2 separate regions of the Zea mays genome follow, and region 1 is linked to region 2. Evidence: chromatin contacts called from public Hi-C data. All regions are on one chromosome and are shown on one strand. The core of a region is the stretch at or near the end of the contact, and the rest is flanking DNA. Distances in the headings are between cores, read along the strand shown. Region 1 holds the start of LOC100280677 (glycosyltransferase). Region 2 holds the start of LOC103626591 (phosphopantetheine adenylyltransferase-like).

The links. Hi-C and Micro-C count contacts between places; a contact is called where the count stands out from the background.
Region 1: a contact with region 2 is called in a Hi-C map of tassel, with 5 times the contacts expected there. The contact joins the promoter of LOC100280677 here to the promoter of LOC103626591 in region 2. A contact is called at or near these places in 7 of 25 Hi-C or Micro-C datasets (bundle sheath, ear, endosperm and 2 more).

Annotation. Positions count from the first base shown.
Region 1 is chr5:78,518,277-78,520,976 of Zm-B73-REFERENCE-NAM-5.0, reverse strand. It overlaps LOC100280677 (glycosyltransferase), which reads right to left and starts at 1,395. Exons shown (of 3, transcript NM_001153596.1): 1 at 1,091-1,395; 2 at 901-987; 3 at 1-770. The coding sequence starts at 1,217.
Region 2 is chr5:78,302,867-78,305,566 of Zm-B73-REFERENCE-NAM-5.0, reverse strand. LOC103626591 (phosphopantetheine adenylyltransferase-like) reads right to left here and starts at 1,419. Exons shown (of 6, transcript NM_001329681.1): 1 at 1,154-1,419; 2 at 803-874. The coding sequence starts at 1,354. LOC100191344 reads right to left here. Exons shown (of 4, transcript NM_001136778.1): 4 at 2,116-2,561. The coding sequence ends at 2,300.

The DNA of each region.
Region 1 (2,700 bases), core at 146-2,645, 220 kb before region 2:
CCGGGAGCCGCGGCGCGAGATGATCAGCAGCCGGGGCTTGCCGCGCCCCGTGGCGCCGCCGCGGGAGGCGGCCTCGCGCGGAAGGCCGAAGGCGCGGCGCAGCGCGCGCTTGAAGTCCACCACGGAGACGTGGCCCGGCGACCGCCGCGGGTCCACGCCCATGTCCTTGTGGAAGGTGGCGCCGACCACGATCCGGGGGAAGCAGTGCACCTCCTGGTCGTTGTCCACGTCGATGACGTCGTACCGGGTCAGCTGCCGGAAGAAGGGCGTGAACTTGGCCACCCACCACGGCTTCATCCCGCTCAGCAGGAACTGCACCCGGCCCCGGAACTGGTGCGTGCTGATGAACAGCGGCACCAGCACGTCCGTGTAGTCGTGGTACAGGTTGCCGGAGAAGCCGCCGTTGGAGAAGAGGAAGCCCGGGACGGAGTGGTTCCGGGTGCACGCCGGCGCCGGCGCCGCCTCCGGGAGCGGCTTGAGGGTGTACTCGCGGACGTGGGCCATGGCGACCGGGTCGTGGTAGCGCGCGTACGGCTTGGTCTTCCACTCCCGGTCTATCCCGCTGACGTAGATGGTGGAGCGGTTCCCGTCCACACGGATGTCACCGGACGCGTCGCACCGCTCCGAGCGCTTGCTCGTCATGTAGCACGTGGGCTTGCCCTTGCCCCTGTTGCCGCCGGCCGCGACGGCCGCCGGCGTTTTCGTCACCGCGGGCGCCGTGGTGGTGGTGGCCGACGCCCCATTCTCTCCGTCGTCCTCCTCCTCCTCCTCTGAGAAACCGCAAGAGAAGAAAAATCATCAGCGCAGACCGTGGGGAGGCCGAATCTCCGAGGGATTAGAAACTCAGGGAGCTCGATTTGATTCGGGGAGCAGAGCAGAGAAGAGCAGAGCTGAACCGACCTCCGGGCGTCCTGGCCGGCGACGACTCCTCCGGCTCCATCCGGATGCTGGAGTTCATCTGCTCCTGGAGCTGGTCCTCGGCCTTGCCTGCACAAACAGCAGCGTCAGCAAAGGCAGTCCGCACGCGGTCCGTACCACCGAAGGGGGTGGCGCAGATGAGAGGTGACGAACTCGCGCACGCGCGACGCACCGAAGGGGGTGGCGCAGTATCTGGCCTTGACGATGCTGAGGACGCAGAGGGATAGCAGCATGGCGCCGATGATGACGCCGTTGCTGACCCGCCGCGGCTCCTGCCGGCTCCTCAGCGACGACTTCATCCCGCAGCCCTCCGTCCCGCCGCCCGCCGGCTGGGCTGGCACCCGTGGCCCAGATCTGGCGGCTCCGCCGCGACCAGAGCAGGACGGCCGAGGGGGGAGGAGCCGGGAGCGGGCGAGGTGGCAGGGGGTGGGAACGCCAGGCGAGGAAGGAAGGAAGGGTGGAGATGCCAAGCCGAAGAAGAAAGGGAAGGGAAGGAAGCGGCAGGAGAAGACTGGTCTTAAGCTGCCGTGCCGAGATGGATCTACGGGGCAATTAGCACATTAAACAACAACGCTGTGATTGAGAGTTTTGCCATCGGCTTCAGCGGCATCTAGTCTAGCCTAATACTAGTGCAATAATCTAACCCAGGCGTCGGGCACGAGCATGAGCACGACGCGGGGTTGACCGGTGCGCGGACAGCGAGGCCGGGGCGGCCAGGCCAACTACCCGGGACTGGGAGGGGCGCCGGCGGCCGGCGCCCGGCGGGGCAGGGAGCAGCAGGCGAGGCTAGAGCCGTTGATTCTGCACTGAGCGGTGGGGAACAACGGACTGACGGCCGAGTAGTGGCTAGCTGCTTGGCGGCCCCTGCTATGTGCTGCGTTGTCTGACGCCGACGCCGACGCCGACGCTCCTAACCAGAGAAGGGGCTGGTGAGTGGTGAGTGACCGCCGCTGGCTGGAATTTTGCATGACATGGTGTTCAGATGGATGGCCCACGAAAAATCATGAATAAAAGGAAATTTAGGAGCAAATAGATCTCCTTTTCAGAAAAGGGAATATTATTAATATTCCAGCTTTTGTATGGGCTGCTGCTGTTCAAACATACAAACAGTGACGAAAATCTCACACTCAACAAAAGTTTCACAAATGAAACACTCAACCTATGACAAAAAGTTTAGACATTATTCGAAAATATTCACACCATTGTCGTTTCAAGCACACGGCAACCGTACTTTACTAGAGGTATGTCCTCCTCCTTCTGCAACAGAGTCCATAACATTGTCCAATGTATTTCTGTGAAGGCGACCTATAGAGGAGTGTAAACTCGTGCATTGTCGTTATTACAGTTTAACCATATAGCCCAACAGAGGGCACATGCTCCAACCCAAATCAAACTCTTAAGTTTAGAATTTAAACCCTGTAGATAAATGCCAAACATATGTCGGATGCTTGAAGATGGTGAAATGTTAAATGAAATTTGCACACCTCTCCAAACACATCTAGCAATATAACTGTCGGTACCCTGGAACAGGGGTATCCCTTACTATAGTATGAAGGTGCGGTAAACAGCGTCCGATCCCACCACGTGGGCGACTCCGGAGCCGCCAAGTGACCAGAGTAGGTAACATATACCGTGATATCGTCAGTGGATCCGGACCTCGTGAGAAAGTGCCGGACCCCAGCATACATGACCCGGGCCTCCGGGTACGACCTGGGACCTCCGCGTTCCCCCGAATGGAACCTGGGCCCCTCTAAGTAAGGTCCGGGCCACCCTCGGCAAGAT
Region 2 (2,700 bases), core at 170-2,669:
ATCATGACATGGTTTTAGTGTTTGATGTCGACCTATTCCTGTGGACTGTGGTGCCTCTCAGCCGTCTCTGATTGCGCTAGATTACCACCACTCGTCAGCCCATACCCCCATTGGTTCGGTCCCATTGCGGTTGCGCTATAATTAGGGGGGCTGTTTGGATGCTAAGAATTAGCCACCTAATCTGCTAAAAGTAGCCAATAACCAAACTATTAGCTGCGTTCAACTAATTTTAGCAGCTAACTGTTAACTGTAGTGCATTTGAACACCGGTGTTTAGATGCAGAGATAATAGTTCTTTGATAAAAAAATTATTAGTCGAATTAGCTAGTTTGCTAAAGAAAAGCTAATAGTTAAACTACTAGCTAGACTGTTTAGATGTCTTTGATTAATTTTAACAGCTACTCTAGTGCATCCAAACATGGTAGCATAGTTTGAGACCGCAAGCCATCCTACCTACCTCCGTTCAAAGTTCCAAATCGAGGCTACAGACTTGAGACGGCTTGGCTTGCAATTTGAAAGGGAGCGGCCGAGCGAGCATGCGTTGATGGGGATCACATGTGGAACATGCAGCTGGGGCGTGTGTGTGGGTTGAGACGTCTGACGTCCCGGGATTTTAAAAAGCCTGACGTTGCTGTGGCATCCGCTGCGCGGCATGCAGGGACGCGATGGTCGGGGTTTGTTTTAGCGTGGAATAAGCAATGGCGTGATCGGGCTCTATGCAAGCGTGCTTGCGTCGATCGGGTTTGGATTAGAAGCGAGAGTGTATTGTCGGATGCATCCGGCCAGTTGGCGCGAAAGCTGACCTGTTTCTTGGCGAGCATGGGGCCGTCGCAGACGCCGACCACGATCCTCTCCCTCGCCAGCTCCGCTGCCGCCTGCCACAACGTGGATTCTTTATATGTTTTCGGAAGAGAAAGGGGGACGAACCGAGGAAACGGGAAAATCATCGTTGTTAGGAATAGATTAGTAAAAACCAGAATAAACAAACACACACACACAAAAAGAAAGAAAGAAAAGAAAGGAGGGGAATCGAAGGATCAGCTGAAGTTTCAACGCTTCGAACACACACAAACGCGCACACGCAGGCAGCGAAAGAGACGACGACGATTGGACTGTTATGCCCAAGAGTGGAGACCTTGTTGCCCGTACCGTACCTTCAGGAAGAGATGGTGGCCCTGGTGCAGGCGGTCGAAGGTGCCGCCGATCACGACGGCCGCGTAGCCGGCCGGTGGCTGCCGTCTGCCCCCGGCCTCCTCCTTCACGGCGCCTTCGCCGATGACGCTGGCGGAGGCGTCAGCCACCGTGCCCACGGCCGGCCCTTTCTCCACCGCTCCTGACCCCTCCTCCATGGCCATGGCGCGCTCCGGCCGAACAAACAGGCGCGCGGCCGGGTTTTTGGCTGGTTGGTCAGTGGCGTCGCGGCCTCGCGGGTGCGTGCGCCTGGTTTTGAGGCTGCTCTCCTCCTACTCCTGAGTCCTGACCTGTCCGCCTGTTCACTGATAGGTGGGTCCGGTTCAGCCTACAAAGGGCCTCGTCCTACTTGTCCTCGGTAACAGAGCCACGACTACACGCCAGCCTCGACCTTGACGGGGCTACCGGCCAGAGTGACTATGTGTTCTAAATTTTACAATATAAGATAGTGACAATGTGTTCTAAATTTTACAATATAAGATATAAAATTAAATCAGATTAAAATCGAGAACTATTTATATTTATTTTTAAATTAAAAATTATTTAGAGTTCTACTATTTTACAAAGAAGCATTTAAATCCAATCCATTATCACTCCTAGCTAAGCGGCTACCTAGTGGTGCTATGCAGCTTGAGGTCAAGAAGGCGATGCACGCACAGACGCACTAGACCTAGCAGTGGCAGGGAGTAGAGATGGAACACGATTCTCGTATAGAATAGAACAGCGAGACATGGAATCGCGCACCCCGGTACCGGTTCGTTCCACTGCGAGCCGGGATGGATGCAGCGTGCTCCACCACAGTGGCATACCACACCCATCCATACTCAAAAGCGCTGTACAATGGCTGCGAGCCGGGAGTGTTCGGCCGCTCAGCCCAGCGCAGCAGCGCTGCCACGGCTGCGGAATCGCTGTACAATGGCTGCCTCACAGCGCTGCAACCAGCCAGCGAACAGGCTCAAACAAAGCAAGCATACAGTATCTCAATAACCTCAGGCAAACATCTTTGGGAGCCTACCATCAGATTTTCTGAGTGGCAAAGAAACACCTATCCATTCTCAGAACAGAGTAACAGACCAAACACAGATAGATTCGACGGCCCTGCCTGTTGGTCATGACACCTCGACCGTGGAGCAGACCTTGAGGAACTCGTCGATCTTGGCGGAGTACACGTGGGGGAAGCTCCGGTAGTGGTCCACGTGCGGCGACGAGACGAAGTCGTGGGCGAACACGCTGCGCCCGAGGGACCTCTGCGACTCCACGAAGCGCTCCACGCACTCCGCCGGGATGACTCGGTCGGCCGAGCTGTACAGGTAGAACTGCGGGCAAGGAGGCTGCTGCTCTGAAAGCACCGAGAGAACCTTGCACAGCCGCCTGCAACAGTGTCAGATAGCGGAACAGGCGAACGGCGTACAGTAGTAGATCTGGGGAAAAGAAGATAAGGTCTACAGCTACAGTACAGGAATGCTTAACAGGAGAAGCAAGAAATGGATTCCATGAGTTTGACCCAGAG